7 separate regions of the Mus musculus genome follow, and regions 1, 3, 4, 5, 6 and 7 are each linked to region 2. Evidence: chromatin contacts called from public HiChIP or PLAC-seq and promoter capture Hi-C data. All regions are on one chromosome and are shown on one strand. Each heading gives the region's core, a stretch centred on a gene start, on an enhancer-like site or on the middle of the called end of the contact. The rest is flanking DNA. Distances are from core to core; before and after follow the strand shown.

Evidence for each region. Promoter capture Hi-C pulls out the DNA fragments that hold promoters and counts their contacts. HiChIP or PLAC-seq counts read pairs in DNA pulled down with a chosen protein or histone mark.
Region 1: a contact with region 2 is called in an H3K4me3 HiChIP or PLAC-seq map of bone marrow-derived macrophages, with 4 times the contacts expected there. The contact joins the enhancer-like site here to the promoter of Smim20 in region 2. A contact is called at or near these places in 5 of 39 promoter capture datasets (the 3T3-L1 cell line, the C10 cell line, liver and 2 more), 2 of 115 datasets of contacts at active chromatin or transcription factors (bone marrow-derived macrophages and embryonic stem cells) and 2 of 9 other capture datasets (adipose tissue and embryonic stem cells).
Region 3: a contact with region 2 is called in a promoter capture Hi-C map of neutrophils, with 4 times the contacts expected there. The contact joins the enhancer-like site here to the promoter of Smim20 in region 2. A contact is called at or near these places in 3 of 39 promoter capture datasets (embryonic stem cells, neutrophils and stem cell-derived epiblast-like cells), 3 of 115 datasets of contacts at active chromatin or transcription factors (all in embryonic stem cells) and 2 of 9 other capture datasets (adipose tissue and liver).
Region 4: a contact with region 2 is called in an H3K4me3 HiChIP or PLAC-seq map of bone marrow-derived macrophages, with 4 times the contacts expected there. The contact joins the promoter of Tbc1d19 here to the promoter of Smim20 in region 2. A contact is called at or near these places in 3 of 39 promoter capture datasets (the 3T3-L1 cell line, embryonic stem cells and hippocampal neurons), 4 of 484 Hi-C or Micro-C datasets (bone marrow-derived macrophages, embryonic stem cells, macrophages and 1 more), 6 of 115 datasets of contacts at active chromatin or transcription factors (bone marrow-derived macrophages, embryonic stem cells and large pre-B cells) and 4 of 9 other capture datasets (adipose tissue, embryonic stem cells, liver and 1 more).
Region 5: a promoter capture Hi-C map of hematopoietic stem and progenitor cells shows a contact between it and region 2, with 3 times the contacts expected there. The contact joins the enhancer-like site here to the promoter of Smim20 in region 2. A contact is called at or near these places in 19 of 39 promoter capture datasets (the 3T3-L1 cell line, the C10 cell line, the HPC-7 cell line and 12 more), 4 of 484 Hi-C or Micro-C datasets (CD8 T cells, adipose-derived mesenchymal stem cells, muscle stem cells and 1 more), 6 of 115 datasets of contacts at active chromatin or transcription factors (the 230-238 cell line, bone marrow-derived macrophages, embryonic stem cells and 2 more) and 3 of 9 other capture datasets (embryonic stem cells, liver and macrophages).
Region 6: a contact with region 2 is called in an H3K4me3 HiChIP or PLAC-seq map of bone marrow-derived macrophages, with 3 times the contacts expected there. The contact joins the enhancer-like site here to the promoter of Smim20 in region 2. A contact is called at or near these places in 4 of 39 promoter capture datasets (the 3T3-L1 cell line, the C10 cell line, cranial neural crest and 1 more), 3 of 484 Hi-C or Micro-C datasets (B cells, LSK cells and cardiomyocytes), 5 of 115 datasets of contacts at active chromatin or transcription factors (bone marrow-derived macrophages, embryonic stem cells, large pre-B cells and 1 more) and 2 of 9 other capture datasets (embryonic stem cells and macrophages).
Region 7: a contact with region 2 is called in a promoter capture Hi-C map of liver, with 4 times the contacts expected there. The contact joins the promoter of Ccdc149 here to the promoter of Smim20 in region 2. A contact is called at or near these places in 2 of 39 promoter capture datasets (both in liver).

What each region holds. Positions count from the first base shown.
Region 1 is chr5:54,044,256-54,046,994 of GRCm38.p6, reverse strand. All of the region lies in intron 1 of Stim2 (stromal interaction molecule 2), which reads right to left. Among named protein-coding and RNA genes, the nearest start is that of Stim2, 47 kb to the right of the region's middle. Within about 2 kb of position 1,309, at least 106 of the 459 cell types and tissues checked have an H3K27ac peak or open chromatin away from gene starts, as enhancers often do. A contact at or near this core is called in adipose tissue and bone marrow-derived macrophages, where this site is marked.
Region 2 is chr5:53,265,780-53,268,479 of GRCm38.p6, reverse strand. It overlaps Smim20 (small integral membrane protein 20), which reads right to left and starts at 1,374. Exons shown (of 3, transcript NM_001145433.1): 1 at 1,122-1,374. The coding sequence starts at 1,236. It overlaps Gm40303 (a long non-coding RNA gene), which reads left to right and starts at 1,353. Exons shown (of 2, transcript XR_868423.2): 1 at 1,353-2,692.
Region 3 is chr5:53,935,925-53,938,662 of GRCm38.p6, reverse strand. The region is part of intron 2 of Gm40305 (a long non-coding RNA gene); the gene reads right to left. Among named protein-coding and RNA genes, the nearest start is that of Gm40305, 9.7 kb to the right of the region's middle. Within about 2 kb of position 1,307, at least 44 of the 459 cell types and tissues checked have an H3K27ac peak or open chromatin away from gene starts, as enhancers often do. A contact at or near this core is called in adipose tissue and neutrophils, where this site is marked.
Region 4 is chr5:53,808,330-53,811,029 of GRCm38.p6, reverse strand. It overlaps Tbc1d19 (TBC1 domain family, member 19), which reads right to left and starts at 1,403. Exons shown (of 21, transcript NM_144517.4): 1 at 1,172-1,403. The coding sequence starts at 1,270.
Region 5 is chr5:54,099,619-54,102,476 of GRCm38.p6, reverse strand. All of the region lies in intron 3 of Stim2 (stromal interaction molecule 2), which reads right to left. Among named protein-coding and RNA genes, the nearest start is that of Stim2, 100 kb to the right of the region's middle. Within about 2 kb of position 1,281, at least 162 of the 459 cell types and tissues checked have an H3K27ac peak or open chromatin away from gene starts, as enhancers often do. A contact at or near this core is called in CD8 T cells, the HPC-7 cell line, bone marrow-derived macrophages and 7 more, where this site is marked.
Region 6 is chr5:54,018,111-54,020,906 of GRCm38.p6, reverse strand. The region is part of intron 1 of Stim2 (stromal interaction molecule 2); the gene reads right to left. Among named protein-coding and RNA genes, the nearest start is that of Stim2, 21 kb to the right of the region's middle. Within about 2 kb of position 1,421, at least 56 of the 459 cell types and tissues checked have an H3K27ac peak or open chromatin away from gene starts, as enhancers often do. A contact at or near this core is called in B cells and bone marrow-derived macrophages, where this site is marked.
Region 7 is chr5:52,470,166-52,472,865 of GRCm38.p6, reverse strand. Ccdc149 (coiled-coil domain containing 149) reads left to right here and starts at 1,288. Exons shown (of 13, transcript NM_001379231.1): 1 at 1,288-1,515. The coding sequence starts at 1,468.

The sequences.
Region 1 (2,739 bases), core at 60-2,559, 780 kb before region 2:
AGTATACATAAGAAATTGTGGTTATTTATTTCATCTTGACTAAATAGGCGTTGTTAACATTCAGAGAAAAGACCTGCTTGTAGAAAGATCTAAAGACTATTCTGAATAAAGCAAAAAATAATACATAAAGTCTTCACTGGCAAAGAAGCTCATGTTTGCAGTTTCCTCTGCCAGCACTAGGCTTTCTCCCTGACATACCATGGCTGACCAACTCCCTTCACCCCAGGCTACCCAGCCTCGCCTGTGCTCTCTGCTGGCTCCATGCTCTCCATAGCCCCTGTCACAGTGTGCAGCACTTCCCAGGTTACCAGCCTGGCCTGTGTTCTCTGCTGGCTCCATGCTCTCCACATTCCCTGTCACAGTGTGCAGCACTGTGCCTTTCTCTCCTCACTAACTCCCACACTGAGATGCAGTCATGAAATCACAGGCTTTGTTTTGATCAGTCCTCTCCACACTACCTAGAACAGGATCTGACTCACAGAAATGCTCAAAATTATTTGTTTACTGAATTACTTATTAATTGGCTTTTAAATATAAATGTTTGGAGAAGTCTTTTAAGAAATTACTCAGGGGACTAGAAAGCTAAGTGTATCAACTGACAACTTCTCACCCCTTTATGGTCGAGGGTAAATCTAAACAGGCAGTACAAATTTCATGATTCTGTACTTTGCTCAATTGTTTCATGTTCATCTAAGGCTTAACATGAAGTCTATTCACTCTCAGATATTATTATTTACTTACTGAACAAAATAAACAATACACAATGCAAAAATATCCAACTGCAACTTTAAAATGCTAAGCACAGCCTTCCCAGGGCTCCTTTAGTAGCGAAGGTAACGATAAAGAAACTCTGTGAGGTCAAGGACAGAGACTGTTCTGACCCATACTCCACCTATAATATCACTATAAGATGCATAATAAATGATGTGCTTGAGTTGACACGTCCACAGTTGTCTCTGCTGTGACCTATGAAAGAGATACTTTAAAGGGACAATAAAAGTAAGTTCAGGAAGGAAATAAGATGCACTCTGGAACCCACAAATAATAAAACCCGCTAGCAGGGTGTCAACCAGCAGTGCTCTGGTCTTTTCTGCTCCCCTCTTCTCAAACTCTCCCCACAGCTTCTTGTGGACTGTGGATGGGAGGCAGGGCAAGGACATTAAGCAACAACACTGTGCAGGGCAGGCTCATGCAACAAAGCATGGTTCTCCAATAAGCTAATCTTACTGCCCAGTTTAGAGGAAGAAACCACTATCAACTGAAGGTGGTGCCGTAACAGGAAGTGACTCTGCAGAGACAGCCTGGGCTATCGTCAGTGAAGATCAAAAACACCAAGCCTAGGGTTCTGAGGGGACTACTGGCTCAAGTGAGACACCTGCCCACACCGAGTTCCATCTGCACACTAAGGTGGCTTATGGTTAGGGTGGAAGTGACACAGAAAAGTGTCAAAGGAGAAACTTGTTGAGAACTCAGTTATCTGGTGGAGTACAAATCCTCACTCCAGACAACTTTGTTTTACAATTGTCCACATGTCATTGATGAACATACACACTGTGACATGTAACCACCCAAAGGCTTTACTTTATAAAGCTCACTTTTATTGTTGTACACTTTATGGGTCTGCTTAAGTCACTGAAACACGCAGCCACACTTAAAATATCACAGAGGGTAGTAGGACTGCCTCCCAACCCTGTGTTCTGCCTGTTCATGCCTCACTCCCAACTCCTGGCAAATAGTGATCTTCTTAGTTTTGTCTTCTATCATAGTTTAGATCCTTACTACACAACCTTTAAAGTTAGGCTCCATTTGACTAGAAAACCAGTGACACAGCTCAGTCAATGAGTATGCTACATAAATAAGAACTAAGTACCCTGTTTTAAAAATAAAAGTCTAGGCCCAGCAGAAGGCTGCACCTATGATCCCAACTAGTCAGACAGACACAGGAAGACCCTGGACTTGCTGGACAGCCAACACAGTGGTACATGAAAGCTCCGGGTTCATGACAACCTTGTATCAAAATGTAAGAGTGACTGAAAGACTCTGACATCCACCTCAGGCCTCCACAGCACCCACATTAACTCACGTACATACTTGCACACACACACACACACACACACACACACACACACACACACTCGCAGGAACAAAGAATCATGTTTCTTTATACTGGTTCATTTCCTTTTATGCTAAATAATATCTCATTGTCTGGATGAACCACCTAGTTTATCTGTCCATTCTCTGCTGGTAGACATCTTGGCTGCTAAGCTTTACTATCAAGAACAAAGCTATGTGTAGGTTTTTGTAATTATCCAACTCTTCCAACAAGTGGAATCTCTGGACTTCACAGAAAACTGGTAAGTTTTATAAGAAATGGCCAAACTGCCTCCTAACACCATTTATACCATTGTCCACTGCCAGCAGGGTATGAGTCCCTGGTGTTCCACACTTGGTCAACACTTCCTACCGTCAGCGCTCGTGGTCTTCCAAACTGAGGGTATGACATAGCTCACTGTTTTCACTGGCATTTCACACAAGCATAATGTGGAATGTGTCTTCATATGCTTATCTGAATCTTCTTGATAAGATATGTTGCCTATGTATTTGTCACCCAAGACTGTCTATCTATCATAGCAGTCTAGGCAGTAAATCACAGAGCATAAGCTACAGGGATAAGGATGGACTCACTAGCATATGCTTCCTAGTAGCTAGCACAACGCCCTAGGTTCTGTCCTCCGCATC
Region 2 (2,700 bases), core at 125-2,624:
TGCAGGAAGGCTTGAAGGCAGGAAGCACAGAGACCATCTTAGTCTGAGCTGATGAAAAGAAGCTGTCAGGGGATTCATGTGTGTACTTTAAAATGCTTTGCCTCCAGAAACCAAGTGTTATGGCGCTGGAGATGGTCAGAACATTTACATGAGGCTTGAAATCGCCAAGCTTCAGCCTCAGCTAATATTCCCCGGGGGCTGGGCTGGCCCTCTTCCATCTTCAAGATGATTCAGGTTTCCTGGAGAACAAAATGATCCTCTAATGCCTCATCTCTCCTCGCTGACAGATGGTTTCAGATGTATCAAAGTGCTAATCCTTGCTGAGGTATAGGTCTCCAGGAAGGAGTGTGGCTTTTAGAATGATAGGACCTGAATGATTAAGGAGGAAAATGACTCCCCGGACACTCGCCATTGTCATGTGAGCAGCCAGCTTAAAAATGAAGGAAACCAGCAGAATCTAAAAAAAAAAAAAACGATTTGAGGAAAAACTCAGAACCCAGGTTAACAGTTTAGCTTTGAAATATTTCCGCTCCAAGACATCTTAGGGATTGGCAATGATGCACCATAAAAACACCTTTCAACTCAGAATGATCAAAGCTCTCCACTATAGCACCATCTCAGCCTGGGTGGATGGAGCGGGGCTCTGCGGACAGACGCCTGGGTTGGAACATTTCCCTCACCACTTACTAGCTGTGTGACCTCCATCTGTAAAATGGGTAGCATCTACCCCAAGGGAAGCCCGTGCAAATTCAACGACTCGGTATATGCTTAACCCAAAACATTAAATCTTCAGTATATCAGTATATACTGTGTGTGAACTAGTGTTAGTGTTGACCTGCTGTGTGTAGGCTGCTTTCATACACATCACCTCTGTGACCCCTAAGATGCTCACAGTTTTGTTGCTGATCCTGCAAAAGATATGTAGAGCCTCAACATTGAAGGTCAGAGGTGGGGCCCCTTGTCCGTGGTCACCGGGCTGCACTGGGCGAGCCTGGAACCCGGGTAGCCTCACTCCCAAGTCCACATCCTTCCTCAGCACTCCTTGAACAGATAGGGTAGGGGCTTAAGGGCTTCGGGGTAGCGCTGGGAGCAGCCACTGCGCGGGGTCAGAGGTCACTCACGGTATTCCTCCAGCCGCATAAGGGGCCGGAAGTAGATGGGATAGAAGGCGGCGCCGACCATGGAGATGAAGCCTCCGAATATGAGCGCGGTGCGCAGGTTCCGGGCCGCTGCCATGGAGAGAAAGGGGGCAGCAGAGCCGGCGAAGGCCCCCGCACGTTTGGAAACTCGATTCCCGGCCTCAAGGTCGCGACCCAGCTCGGAAGAGGCGGAGCAGAGCTCGCTTCCGGGATCGGAGTGCAGGGAGGAGCCTCTGAGCTCGGAGGCGGGGCCTGGGCGCCTCTTAGTGGGGCGGGGTCATCCGAGGAAGGGCGCGGCATAAGGCGGGGCCTCAAACCAAGACCCGCCTCCTCGCCCTCCGGCTGCCATCGTGGAGGCCGAGACACTGGTGGCTTGTGCTGACTTGTATTTGGCTACACTCCTTTCTCGTGCCCTCTTTTTGACCTCTTACTGGCCCCGGGTCTGGGTCCTTCCTTCTCTGCTCCAATTACCACCTTCTGTCTTACTCTTCTGTTCCCAACAACTCTTTCTTACCCTTCCCCCTCATTAATGTGACATTTGGTGACTGGTGAGGCTAGAAGCCTCTGAAAGACTGGGCCTCCCTCTTTGAAAGCTGTGTGTGGGCATGAGCCACAAAGGAGCAAATCACCTGGTTCGAATGGTTTGCAAGGTATTTGCAAAATTAGTCACTGAGTCTTCTGACCCAAGACAGCCTTTCCTGGAGGGTGTTTGAGCACAGTAAGTGATCTAACTTTGATCCCTTGTCCTCTTTGCTCTCCATATTGTGTGTGCTGGGTTATGGGGGGAATTATACAGGGGTTTCAGAAAGTAGACAGGGATTCCCAAAACTAATCGAGGGCTGCAAACAAAAACTATTAAAATCTAGGAACAGCACAGAGTCAGTGGCAGGTCCCTAGGGCTCTGGCTCTTTGCCTGGGGCACAGCCTCTGAAGACTGACACCTGTTCCCTCATCCCGCCATGCTTGTGGGGATTGCTTTCCCCCACCTCTGCACCTGTTCTCCTTTACAGAGCCTGAGTCAGAAGATATGATCTCCTCAGGGGGCTGGGCAGCTAAGACCAACATTCCTTGGGCCTTCGCTCAATCCCTTAGAAATAGAAATGACACCAGTAGCGAGTCTGGGCTGCACAGAAGGTATTTATCTTGACCCCAGCAACATTATTTAGTCCAGAGAAGATCTGCAATCTCTCAGAAATGATGTGGTGAACACAGGTCTTTTCCTCTGTAGTTTTGTAGTCGAATCAAGATTCCATCTACCTCTGACTCTAGCAGCATATAAATCAGTCGTTCAATCTGTCAGCAGATTTATGGACTATCTGGCTAGGCCCCCCGAACAGCAGGCAAAGTGCTAAGGGGGACACGAGATGAATGAGACATGACCTCTGCACTCCAGGATCCTACCACGGAACAAATACATGAAACGATAACTAATCCCGGATGCCGCCTGTTGCCGATGACTGATGCAGTCCCACGGGCAACCGAAGTACAGGGAGGAAGACAAATGACTGTGCAGTAAGATGGCTGCTCCTCAGGCCCCCTCAGGAACTTGTTAGGTAAGGAG
Region 3 (2,738 bases), core at 58-2,557, 670 kb before region 2:
ACAAAAAAACCCAAACAAACAAAAACAAAAAACAAACAAACAAACAAACAAACAAACAAAAAAACTTCTGGTAGCATATCTCTGGTAAGGCAAGAGATAGAACTGGGCAGATATGAGACACAGATGGGAGAAAGTTTTCACTATATGCGTTCTTTGAATTTAATTTATATTATTTTATAGCTATTATTATAATATTATTTATTATTACTTATTATTATATTACTTAGCTCCTAGTTACTCTTAGGCCCTCATCCTCCCATATATTTTGAGACAACTTAATCTAATTTCTATCTTCCCCAATGGCAATTGGTTACATTTATGTCTTGATTTTGGTGAGATTGTCTTTTGTAATACATTCGCAATCAAGACTGAATTATTTCTGCCGCCCCCCACCCCCCGCCATCTTGGCTTAGATCTTTGATAAGCTGTTACTACTTCATGCCCTTCATGTTAAATCATTTTTAATAAAAATATCACCTTTATTGTAATTAAAATATGTTTCCCATTCTCCTTTCTAAGTGCTGATTGTCAACAAGAGAACATTTCAAGTTCCTTATCTAATTCCTGAAATGCTGATAAAATTATCCTTTTTATTTAAATTTTTTTTCTGTATGGGTGTCTCATTTGCATGTGTGATTATGCACCACATGTGTGCCTAGTGTCCACAGAAGTCATAAGATGGCATCAGATCACCTGACACTGGAAATACAGGTGGCTGTGAACTGCTACGTAAGTGCTGGGATCTGAACTTGGCTTTAGAGTAGTCGATGCGCGTAACCATTGAGCCATCTCTGCAGAACCTAACCATAGTGTTCTCGAAGCACATAACTACATTCTCAGCATAGACATCTTATTTCAATGGTCACAACTGTTATTTCATATTCTATTTTAATGAATTTGTTAGATTCCAAGAACAAGTACTAATAATACTTGTAACTTCATTTTCAGGCTCCTGGCTTCAATGGAGGCAAGTCTAGTTATTGTTATTTTGGTTTAATACGAAGCTGAGAGGTTGTTGCTTTAAAGGCATAGAGGAACTGAACCTTGGGGTTTCCTGTGATTCAATAGAAGCGTTTGTTCTTCTCTCCCACACCTATTTTAGATGTTCATTTCAAATTGCTTGTACAGTGCATCAAATGTATGGTATGCTGATTGTGGTAGACTGTTACTAAATCAACTGTACTTGCATATGTTTCCTGCCTCTTTGGGCTCTTCTTTCCCACATCGATTTCACACACGCATCTGACTCTAGCCAACTGGACATGGGCAGGCATGATGCAATCAGAGCCGGATAAGCAATTGCACAATAGAACTGGTGCTCTTGGAAGAGGTCTGCACTCAGAATCCTGTACAGTGTTGGAGGAAAGATTGGGCTAGTCTATGAATGATAAGAAGCTGTTTTGTCCCATTCAGCGACCATTATGTAAGTCACACAGTAACACTACATGGATGAGAATTCCTCATCTGAGTTCATCCAGGCCACAGAATCACACAGAGTAATAATATAGTGCATTAAATTAGTGATTCTCAACCTGTGAGTTGTGACCCCTTTGTGGGTGCCATGACCTTTTCACTGGGGTTGTTTATCAGATATCCTGCATATCAGATATTTACATTACGATTCAGAACAGTAGCCAAATTACAGTTATGGATTAGCAATGAAAATAATTTTGTGGTTGGGGGTCACCACAACATGAGGAACTGTATTAAGGGGTCACAGCATTAGGAAGGTTGAGAATCACCATTTTAAATTAGTTTATTTGATGTTTATAACCAAAAAAACACATCCCCGGGAGATTGTTGTAATAATGAACCATGGTGACAGATTTTTCTGATCTGAGGTAACCCCAAATATGTAACTGCTATCTTTTACTTACCACTCTTGATTAACTGCTAGACTCTTGTTGGGTGATTTATTTTCTCATTTAATTTTTGATAATTCTAATATTGTATTACAGAACTTAGGTTTCTCTGTGGCCCAGAGTTATCCAGGTTACATTTTAGCCATCGATTTTGAACAGTTAAACACTCGACTGTGAAACTGTCTGGTCATAAAACCTTCCAGTGTTGACATCATCCTTTCCAGATCCTCTAGAGGAACTCATGCTTAGAGTTTCTAGATTTTTGATATTTTTACATGTCACTTATAGAATATGCATGCTATATATTTTGAAATATTAATACTTAAGGCATTTTGCGACTCTCAGTTTCTTTCACGTATGTAATTGTGCCTCTTATTTCTAAGCTTTTGTGCTTTACTCTTTCTTTTTTAATACTTCTTTTTTTGGGAGGGTGTGTTGGGAGTTGATCTAGGGTCTTACACATTCTGATCAAATGTACCATTGAGTTATATTCATAACTCTTAGTGATTTCTTTTACCCTCTATGAAGATCTTCTAATCTATTTAGTAAGCTTTTCAAACACTTGAACGTGTGATGGATTTACTATTTATTATATGGCCTTTTAAATTTTTCATCTTTATTAATTTAATCTTTTTTTTTCTTTTTAAAAGTTCTATTTCAAAATTGAAAGCTTCACCAAGGAAGAACTTCAGTGCTCTGCCAGTCTCTTCCCTCCACCTTCACTCCCTGGGTGATCTTTTAAAAACAATCATCAAAATATTCATATTTTAATGGATAAATATTAAGTGGGGTGATAATTATTTCTTTTTTTATCTTTTTATTAGATATTTTCCTTATTTACATTTCAAATGTTATCCCCTTCCCTAGTTTCCCCTC
Region 4 (2,700 bases), core at 154-2,653, 540 kb before region 2:
CTTGCCTGCTTAGGGATGGTACCACCCACAGTGGGCTCAGCCATCCTGTTTCAGTTAGGAATCACGAAAATGCCCCGTGCATATGTCCACAGAGGCAGCTTAGGAGATCAATTTCTCAATTAAGGTTTCCTCTTCTCAGGTGTTTTAAGTCAACAAACAAGATTAATCATCACATACCACACTCAGTAAAGATACACTTAAACAAAACTTTCAACCTACTTAACTGACATTTCTAAATTATAAAAAAAAAAAAGATGTTTACTAAGTACACAAAGGATGTTCAACAAGAGAAAACAAATTACGAATCTTAAAAATAAAAAAATACTCCAACAAAATTTAAAGAATTAACATAATATAAATTTTATCCATCCTGGAGTTAAACTTGAAATCAACAAAAGGAAGAAACTGGAAAGATCTCCCCAAATTTGAAAACTAAACAATACATTTTCTGGACAATCCATGGGATAAAGATAAAGTCACAGAATATACATATTGGCATTATCCATAATCTCTAAACAACCTAAATATCCACCAGGTAAGTACTAACTAGAGAAACTAATGGGAACAGAAGTACTAAAATACCAAGTTTGGATGGATCTCAAAATCCTAACGGGGACAGAAGCATCCACAAAAGTTTTGGTACTGTAGGATTCCATTCACACTACATTCTCATACAGTAAAGCTCTACTGGTTATTCTGTCTACTCGCAGGGCCGAGTCTGTTTAAATGAATTCAATAAACGCTAGGTGGGCACATTAAAAAAAAAATCACTGTAGGGAGAGCAAAGTGCAACAAAGTGACACATTAGAATAAAGCACATGGGATCCCAATCCATCCACGAGAAAGTAAAAAAGAAGGAAGGCATGCTGCTCGTGAGTCCAACATCTAAAAAATAAAAAATAGGTCCCTTAAACGACTACAAGAATAAACGGGAGAAGCCTTGGCCATTCTCTGGCCTGAAGAAGGGCGTGATGAGCCCCACCCATCTTTAAAAAAATACAATTGCCTCACTCCTGGGTCTGAGCAAACAAGGTGCAAGGCTCAGGGAGGGGTTTAAAACAGCAGAAAGGGGTGGAGAGAGCAAAAAGCTCTGGCCTGGGTGAAGGCAGTGTAGCAGGCAGGTCATCCTGCGGCCTGCCGGTCTCCATAGCTTCCCATCAGCCCCGCTTACCCAGGCCTGCCGTTCCAGCTGAGCATACAAATTGGAGCCCTTGAGTTTCTGGACGATCTGGGCAATGATGAGGGACAGGTCCGACTCCTCCTGCAACATTTCCCCTGCCCTAACCCGCCAGCCGCGGGGACGGCCGCCGGCAAGGAAAGAATGCGCTGCAGGGTCCCACTCCTGGCCGCTGACACTTCTCCCGGACCTTTTTTCGGCGGGACTCCTCCAGCGGGCGTTGCCAGGCAACTGCTGGGCCGTGCGTCCGTCCCTCTCTGGTCCCCTCCGCATCTGAAAGACCTCGCACATGCGTTCCGAGGGCGGAAAGAGACCAGGGCCGGGAAGTAGATTTCATTGTTCCTACCCAGTCTGATCGAAAACACAGAACAAAAGCTTGTTCTTCCGCAGCCACAAAGTTTCAGATGTGCAAAAAAGAACCGAGAACGAGGTGGTGTGTGTGTGTGTGTGTGTGTGTGTGTGTGTGTGTGTGTGTGTGTGTTGAAATTTACTATATAGACTCTGTATTATAGAGATTCTTAACTCTTCCACCAGTCAATCTCTGCAGAACACGCCTGTGAACACAATTGCTGCTGGTTACACCCCAAAATTATGGGCTCTGATACTAGCTGTTGCACTTAAGCGATGTATTTAAATTGCAGAATTCAATTTACACCAATTGGCAGGATGTTTTGATAGTTGGCTGAGGTAAGAAGCAATTCATGAAGTTGCACGCTTGTTTCCTTTGCGACTGTTTCTATTCTCTAGGCTTTATACAGCAGTGGTTCTCAATCTTCCTAATGCAGCCACACTTTAATACAGTTCCTCATGTTGTGGTGAACCCTAATCATAATTTTTTTGCAGCTTCTTCATAACTGTAATGTTGCTATTGTTATGAAACACATATAAATATATGTGTTTTTCAATGGTCTTTTTTTAAAGGAAGTCTTTTTTAAGAGTTTATTTATTTAATGTATATGAGTACACTGTCATATGGTTATAGATGGTTTTGAGTCACCATGTGGTTGCTGGGAATTGAACTCAGGACCTCTGGAAGAGCAGTTAGTGCTCTTGACCACTGAGCCATCTCTCCAGCCCTTTTTCAATGGTCTTAAGCAAGTCCTGTGAAAGGGTGGTTCTTGGGAACTGCTGTTCTAGAATCTACAATCATATCCTGGTATTAGTCTCCTTTCACATACAAATTAACCAACAACAATTACTAATACTTTTTTTTTTAGTATTCTTAATTTTAAAATGACTAAGATCCTGACTGTCCTTGTCTTTAAGAAATCTACCATCTAGATTTCTATGCATTCATTCCATCTTTTAGACATGGTCCAACTTTCAGTTTATCGAGCATTTACATACAAGGAACTGTGTGAGCACAAATATTTAATAAAATACAGTTTGTGTCCTCAAGGAAATATATGAAACATAGTTATAATTAGAAGTAACTGATTTAACTAATTGAACGTTAATCCAAAGGCCAATAGTAGGTCAGCAAACGCCCTAAGGTGTAATTATACATTAGAATACACATTAGA
Region 5 (2,858 bases), core at 32-2,531, 830 kb before region 2:
TAATAAGTGGTAGTAAAATAGCATCTAGCATCCTATGGTAAGCTGAAAATAGTGAGGCCCACCCCTGTTTTCCCAAATGTGTACAATCTAAAACAGAAAAAAAGACATAAAACAATTAGACAGACTGCAGTAAAACTAATTCTAAAATAAGCATTAATACAGAGTTTTTAAAGGATGAAACAACCCATTTCCATGGGTGTAACACCTTACTAGATATAGACTTGATTGGCACTTTACCTAGCCCATTAATGCATCTAATCAGAGAACCACCCCGTGAGAGTCAGGCCACTGTAAGCACTACAGCATACAGCAGAGAACAGATGGGGAACTTGTTTACCCCTGTGAAACCTAGGTGCCCTGGGCAAAGATTCAGGGGGGGGGGCAACTTAGAAATGAAGAAAGATGGGGGAAGGAAACATTTAAATCATGCTAGTCATTAAAAAATGGGAGGGGGTAAATGAGTGTGTGTGTGTGTGTGTGTGTGTGTGTGTGTGTGTGTATGTGTGTGTGTGTGAGAGAGAGAGAGAGAGAGAGAGAGAGAGAGAGAGAGAGAGAGAGAGGATGTGAATGAGAATGAATTAGGTAAGTCCTCTGGCTTGACTACATCAACTAAAGCCTACAATAAAAGCCATAGAATTCTGAAGATCTGATGTAATCTTGCTGAGCTGTGTTTGGTCTGTATTGTATTGTATTTTAGGAAGAGGCAGAAAGTCAGAGAGGGACCACATTAGGAAAGACTGGATCTGAACACAGGCACACAAAGATAGAAGCTTACTCTATAGCACTTTGAGAGCAACAACCACGAGCAAAAGGATAAACAAGAAGAGACCATAAGAATTAAGTTGGAGGCTTTTCTCGGCTTGCTTGTGTAAAGGGTAAGCTGTTCCAACGGAAGGCTTGAGAAATGGAGAGCTGCATGCTGTCTACACTTAATGTGACGACTGGGGAAAACCACAGCAGAGGGCAAACGGGGCTGAAGACAAGGAGGAAGTGGTAGGTGCAGTGCTGCAGATCCATCTGTGCACAAAGGCTCTAGGAAAAGAGCATTCTCATAAATTATAGAAAATGCTAAATGCACATTTGCATGCAATGTTTTCACACTGCCCTTTTCAATGATCTTTAAAGAAAAAACAAGCAAAGTATAATTAACTAATAAAAACCTTTAAAAACTGTATTGCTAAGTGGCAATTTTATACTGAGACAAAGCTCTTATGTTCTCTTTCTGACACATCTCTACCCTCACACCTGTATATGGGCTGAGCCTGCTGGAGCCACAGAGACAAACAAGTGAGGCTACCAGCCAGCAGCCCAGCCCTAGGGGCCTTCCGCTGAACCTAATCCAGTCAAAGTAGCCTTGTTACACGAAGGCTTCTTCCTTCTGCGATGCATTACATGGAGAACTGCCCTGTCTGAATGCCAAGAAACCCACAGCACAGCTGCAGTGCACACACCCACACAAAACTCTCAGCCAGGAAAACAGGATAAGATTCTCTCTGCCTTTGGATTTTTCAATAGCAAAAAAACCAGTCTAAGCAACCCAACACATCAAGTTTCCAAGGAGACCAGATTCAAAGGAAGAAATGCAAAAAAGCGCACGAAACTGTCCAGTCCTAATACTACTCGACCTGAGTGGACAGCTGTGCTGGTCTAAAATAGCTTTGTTTGTAAAACCAATTCTCTTTTGAATGCATCTTTAAAACAATACCATCCTATCATAAGACAGAGTTACTTGAGGGAAAGAATTGGCTTTCCACTTGATGTCTGGGTTCCTTGCAAACAGCTTTTCTTCTCATTACCAGGACATGAGAAGTTTTGTATTAGCTCCCTCTGCTCCAAATACTCTGCTGGTCTTTCAACCCCTACGGTGGCTCCTTTTTATCCGTCCTCAAAGACCTGATATGAAACCGGTTTGAATCCTATCATCTTCTGTATTTTTGTTGAATCTTCCTTTCTTAGCTAAATTCAGTTCTTCATAAGAACTTTTTTCCCCACAGAATTTAATTAATTTCAATCATCTAGAAGAGAAGGAATTCTTTTAACATCTGCTTTTCCACTAAAGGATGTATAAGTTCCTTACTGAGCACTCATGCACAGTTTGCTGGGTGCCACTTAACTACTGAAGTAGATGAGACTTAAAGAGTGAGTACTGTTCAACCTAGGCTTGTTTGCATAGGAGATCCCCAGTGACAAAGAGCGACCTGAAGCCGCCCCATCCCTCTGCCTACCTGTCACTGACTTTGGAATTGCTTACCAAGTATTTTTGCTCAAAACTGTGCCAATTGCTATAGGCTGACATTTCGGTGATTTTCAGCACACTTGGGAATGGAAAGAGACCGTTGCCAAGAGGTGTACCTGAGTCACAGAGCCACCGTAGCTCTTTAACTCAGGCTAAGTTTTTGAATAAACAGAGTAATAAACTGAGCTACTTTAAAATTCTGTCTTTCTGATTCCGTTATAACAAAAAAGGGCTGTTGTCTAAAGCACTGTAAACTGAACAACCAGCCCGGAACATTTCATTACAGAATGCTGACAGGGAAGATCGAATTCTAAAAATGGCTAGGACACCAATAAAAACTGTTGCTAACATTAACTATGTACTACATACCAGATTTATGAATGTTATTTCATGTGGACACTGTAGCAGCTCTGAAAGCAGTACATTTATTCCCATGCTGAGCCTACAATTTTCTCAAGGTAGAACTCTTAATTAGGTATAAACAAATTAGTAAATGGCCACAGTAGGTTTCAGAGCAAGCTGTTTTTAGAATGGCAGACACTGCACGATCTGCAGCTTCTTAAAGATGCCCTGTGTCCTTGTGGACCCTAACACTCTTCAGCTGAGACTGGCTTTCCCTCTC
Region 6 (2,796 bases), core at 172-2,671, 750 kb before region 2:
GACAATTCCTATTTCATATTCATTCATTCAGATCCTATGACAGAAATACCTTTGAGTTGCTTCACAACAGAAATTACTGGTCACAATTCTAAAGGCCAAAATCCTCAACACGTGGGGCCACCTATGGTGAGGGCACTCTTTTGTTACGTCCTCCCATAACAGAAGAGCAAAGGGGTCTGATTAGCCTTCAGAATCATCTTCTATAGAGTACCTATTCCCTGTAGGGGAGGATGCTGTGTCCTGGTCCCCTCCCAGAGGAGCAACCCTAACCCTCCCCCGAGAAGCTAAGGTCCCCTCTGTGTAAGCTGGGGACAGGGATTCATTCACACCATAACACATTTACATAAAACAATACATGCTGCACATAAAAATAATCCTAAAATGGTTATTCTGGTAAGAGAAATTTGTTTTACTGTTTGCCATACTTTCCATTTCTAAGTTCAGAGAAAGAAAGACTATCTGATTAAAAAATGGAAATTGAAACAACATATCATTTATTTTCAAAACCATAAGATATGTTTTAAATCAGTTAAAAACATGCATGGGTAAAAAATATTCTTTTGTACTATAACATTCATGGATACTCAGAGAGAAAAAATAAAATACAGTAAAAAGTTTATGCACATAATGTGTGAAATAAGATGTTTATTATCCAAAAAGTTTTCAGAAGAGTACAGAAGATAGTAGCACAATCTCCACACTGCATGATCAAGAACGGCTTGGGCCCACTCCTTCCACAGCTCCAATTCACATGGCTGAGAACAGACAACACAACACAGATGCATTAAAACTTAATATCTGGTTGAAAACATTATAAAGGAATTAAATCAGTTCTATGATTACTGAAGCAAACAAGAATGAAGACTGTTCCTATGTGAAATCATCAAAAAAGTCCTGAGGGGAGAAAAAAAAGTCAAGAAACAGCCAGCCGTGCCAAAAGTTAAGGAGGGAAACTCGAGACAGAAACTGAGAAGCGTCAAGGCCCAAATGAACGAACAAGTTTGTCATATTCATGCAGCAGAGAGGAAGCCAACATGACAAAACACATCAAGGAAAGCAAAAACAGGCCAGACCATGCTGTGATTTAGAGTATGGTGTTTCTATTCTGCAGTTAGGAAAACAAGCCACTAAAGCAGGAAGGCGCACAGAGATCTCTACATAGTGTTACAGGATCTGAGAGACTGGGCTGTAACAAAGAGGAAGCTGCTAGAAGAGCCCCTGAAGGAAGAGGTAATGATGGCCCGAACTAGAGGACAGCAAAGAAAAGCAGAGAAGCCCAAGTGGCCACAGAGGTTAGAATCCACAGTATTTACAGACAATGATCAGGATATGAGCATGAGGACTAAAGCAATCTCAGACAGCTTTTGAGATCCTGCCTAAATCAGTCCACAAAGCTGAACCTTAACTGTTCTTATAGTGACAGAAGGCAGGGCAAGTGTACTAGGAAGTTCCTACCATGTGAAACAGGAGTGAGTCCACGCAGGGTTTATCTCATCACTATCTATGAGATAGTGAGCATTATACTAAACTAAAGGTTTAAGCATCCCATTTCCTCACATCTCCTGTTTTTAGGGAAGATTAAACATGATCCTTTAAAAACTACTAAATATAGTCAGTGTACTCAAACCTAAATTAAAGCCACTGCAAGTCACTCAGGACAGAGAAAGCCCTCAATACATATTCTGTGAATAAACCAGCAGATTAAAAAAAAATTAATAAAATAGCTCAGGTCTACTGAGTGGATTACATAATCCTTCTACAAAGTTATCCACTCCTCTCCAGAAAGGGAAAAAGTCAGTGAATGCCCTTACATCATAAAATCAACCATGAACTCTACGGAATATTAACAGGCTTTTAGGGTACAAGTAGATATCATAATCCAAAGTCTAGAGAGTTCAGCATTCAACACAATTAAGTCCATTAACTAAAATAATACATAATTTCTAAATCATAAAATAATTGAAAAACTTACTGGCCTATTAGGTTGATAAGTCAATCAAAATGCAATGTGAAAAAGCGCCCATCCTAGAAACTAGTTAAACCACCAGAAAACAGGCAGCAGAGAGCCACTGAAGGGCTAGACAAAGAACAAGAGTAAGTGCCAGGAAAGAGGACAGAATCTAAACCTGGAAGAAACACACAATAAGATATTGCCAGGATGCAGGAGTCAGCCTACAGGAGAACAGACCAGCAGGAGTAGACATGTACCTCTGATAAATACACAGGAAATTTTTGAGGTATAAATACAACACCAAAAGACATAACTCCAAACATCATAACCACAAACGTTGACATCTATTCATATTAAGTGTTTAGGTGGCATATAAAGTAGTAAGTTTCACTGTGACATTTCCATATATACTTTGTTCTTGATTCTCCCACCTCAGGTCCCCAATCCCTCTCCTATTAATCCTCTTCTTTACCCAAGAGCCCCTTTCTGCTCTTAAATGATGAAAATCAAAAGATCAAACCCCTAGTCTAAAATACTGAATTAAAATCTCAAAAACTTAATCCTAGGAAAAAATAATTTTAAGTTATTTTCAAGACATATTTATACCACAAGATGCCCTGTTATACAACCCACCTGTAATCCTAACGCTTGAGAGGTTAAGTAAGACATTAGAGGCCAGTCTGAGCTACACAGAAAGACCCCATCAAAAAAAAAAAAAAAAGAAAGCAAGAAAGCAAGAAAGCAAGAAAGCAAGGAAGCAAGGAAGCAAGGAAGGAAGGAAGGGACAGCCCATAAGCTACTTTCAATAATATACATATTTTTACAAACATAGCAGCAAGTATATA
Region 7 (2,700 bases), core at 39-2,538, 800 kb after region 2:
CTGACCCGCTCTCAGCAGGAACTGACAATGTAAATCCATGGTGGCCGTGAGGTTTCTACAGCTGCCAAATGGACTTACCAACTTCTCAGGCCACCTACTCCTTTATACAAGCTGAGTTTCCCCAAGTATGGAAAGCTTTCTGTTGGCAACTATGTGGGGGCGGGGATCACATAGCATTCATCTGAGGTTCCCTCTGGAGGTCTCTAGTCTTCCTTTCCCATGAAAGTTTCATGGAATTATCTTTAGAAAGTTTTTTTTTTTGAAAATTTTATACAATATATTTTAAATATTCTTATATTCTTTCCTCTTCTTCAAGACCTCCTAGGCCCCTTCTCTTCACCCCCAACTTCTTATTTTTTCTCTCTCATAAAAACCAAAACAAACAAAAGCATTTAAAAAAATCCGTGACGTTCTATTGTGTTGGCTGACTAGGACTGAACACGGGGCCTGCCTTGCCGTGTGTTTGAAATATCACTCTGTTAAGAAAACGGATTTTCCCTCTCCCAGAAGCTATCAGTTGCAAGTCGCTTCTTGGTTAGGGGTGAGACTTTGCGGCCATGTCTCTTCTCATTTTTGTGTCTGACTTGGGCTTGTGTGTGTTTTGAGAGTCCATATGAGCCCTGTTGTGCTTGCAAACTGTTTCCTCGAAGTCACCCACCATCTCTGACATCTCTTTGCAGCCTTTCCACCTCCTCTTCTACACAGAGCCCTGAATAGCACAATCTTCAGCTGGCTCCTCTCTTAACTCATGCTAAATCCCACCACCAAGCTTTTTGGCCCTATTCAGAATTTAGAGTTTTATTTTCAAACTTTGTACTTGCGTTCTAGTACGACATCAGATACTTAAAAAGAAATGTTGGTCGCTTTAAAAATCAGTATAATGTATGTACAGTATGGTGAGCTTCATTCATACGCTCGACCAAAAGATGTAGAGCATCTACTGCGTGCCAAGGTTGCTCCAATGTGTACTCAGGGGAAAGAAGGGCCCTTCCTTGGTGGAGCTTCAGTTTCAATGGTAGAGGCCTGACCTGGCAGGGGATGGCTGGATGGAGGAGTTTGGCTTCTCGACCTGGGGATGACACCCACCTGTTCGCCAGCCTCCCTCCCTCACCACAGGCCTGGGAATGCTGGAGTCTGGGGTTATGTGATGGTTCACATGCAGAGTCCCTTCCTTCCCTAGGAGACACAGCTGGTGGCCTGGGGTCCCCGGGGTGCCGCGGCTGGCACCGGCCCCGAGCCACTGTAGGGCAGTGGTTGGGGCCCGGCTCCTCCTCCCCTTCCTCCGCGGAGGCTGACGTGGAGGCAGCGGCGCGGGCAGCCGCGGGAGGCGGCGGCGCGGAGGCTCGGAGGTTCCTGGCCCTCTCCGGGCTGCGCGGGGCCGGGGTGGCGGCGGCGGCGGCGGCGACAGGAGCAGGAGGAGGAGAAGGGAGGCGGTTGTGCAGCCCGCCCGCGCACGCAGGAGGGGACATGGACGGCGATCGGACCGAGAGCGACTGGCAGGGGCTGGTGAGCGAGGTGAGGCCGGGGCTCCGGATCGGCCTCCTGAGCCGCTGCAGCAGGTCCCCAAGCCCTGTGAGCCCGGGTAGCAGGTGGCCGCGGCAGGACCTGCAGGTGCACGGTCCACCCCTCACGTTCGGGCCTGCGGGGGAGCCGCGGTCGCCCGCACCATCTGGTGCCAGGCTTTGGGGAGGGGCCTTTCGCTCGCCAGCGTTTGGCCTAGGATTGGAGAGACTGAGAAGCCCTGGGATCCGGGAGGGGAAAGAGCCAAGCCCCACCTGCCTGCCTAGTCACCACTGTTATGGAGGCAAGCGATTGGATGATTCCCGATGCTGAAAAGGTGACGCCTGAGGGACCATCCGGGCCCTTGGGTAACAACTGGGCAGGTGCAATGACTTGGAGCAGCGGTTTAAGTGAAAGAGTTTGGCATCCTTGCAATGGTTGGTTCATGCGTTCACTTACTCCACTCTCTGAGCTCCTGTTTCCCGCACCTACTATGTGCTGTGAGGTAGTGAAACCATTCATTTCTCAAAGGAAAATGAGACAGGTACAGAGGTGATGTGACCTGTGGATATAGACAACTCCACGCCCTCCCCTGTGAATGGGCCAGAAGGAAGCTTTCAGACTCTTAGGCTGCCTTCTCTCTGATCCACCCAGTTGGTTGGCTCGGGTCAGGCAGCTAGCTTCTCCAGGTGAGAGGGATCCTGATGTCTTCCTTCCCCTAGCAAGCTACCAATTCACCTCCCTCACCTGTATGGACGGCTCCTCCATTATCTAGCCACTTAACACCCAGTGTGTGTAGAGCAATGAACTCCACCACTTAGAGCCACTTAGTTTAGTTCCTTCAAACATTGGTCTAGCACTGGAAGGGGTTATGTCTCGGCCCACGGCCCAGCTCTATCTTCTCTGTCAGGTTATCTTCTCTATCAGGCTTTGTGTCAAGGAATATATCCACTGGGAATCTCATCTCTGGGCCCATCCAGAATCATCTATAGCAGTAAAAGATGATGAAGGTGGGGGTGGGTTCTCCATGGAAGTCCAGGAGTGGGTGCTGACTTAGAAGGTACGGTATTCTTGTTCAGGTAGATCTGTGTTGAGAATGGTCATTCCAAATCAAGCACACTACCTGGCCATGGGGATGCACGCCTGTGGTCCCAGCTCTTGGTAGAGGTAGAGGCAGGAGGATCAGGAGTCCAACCAAAG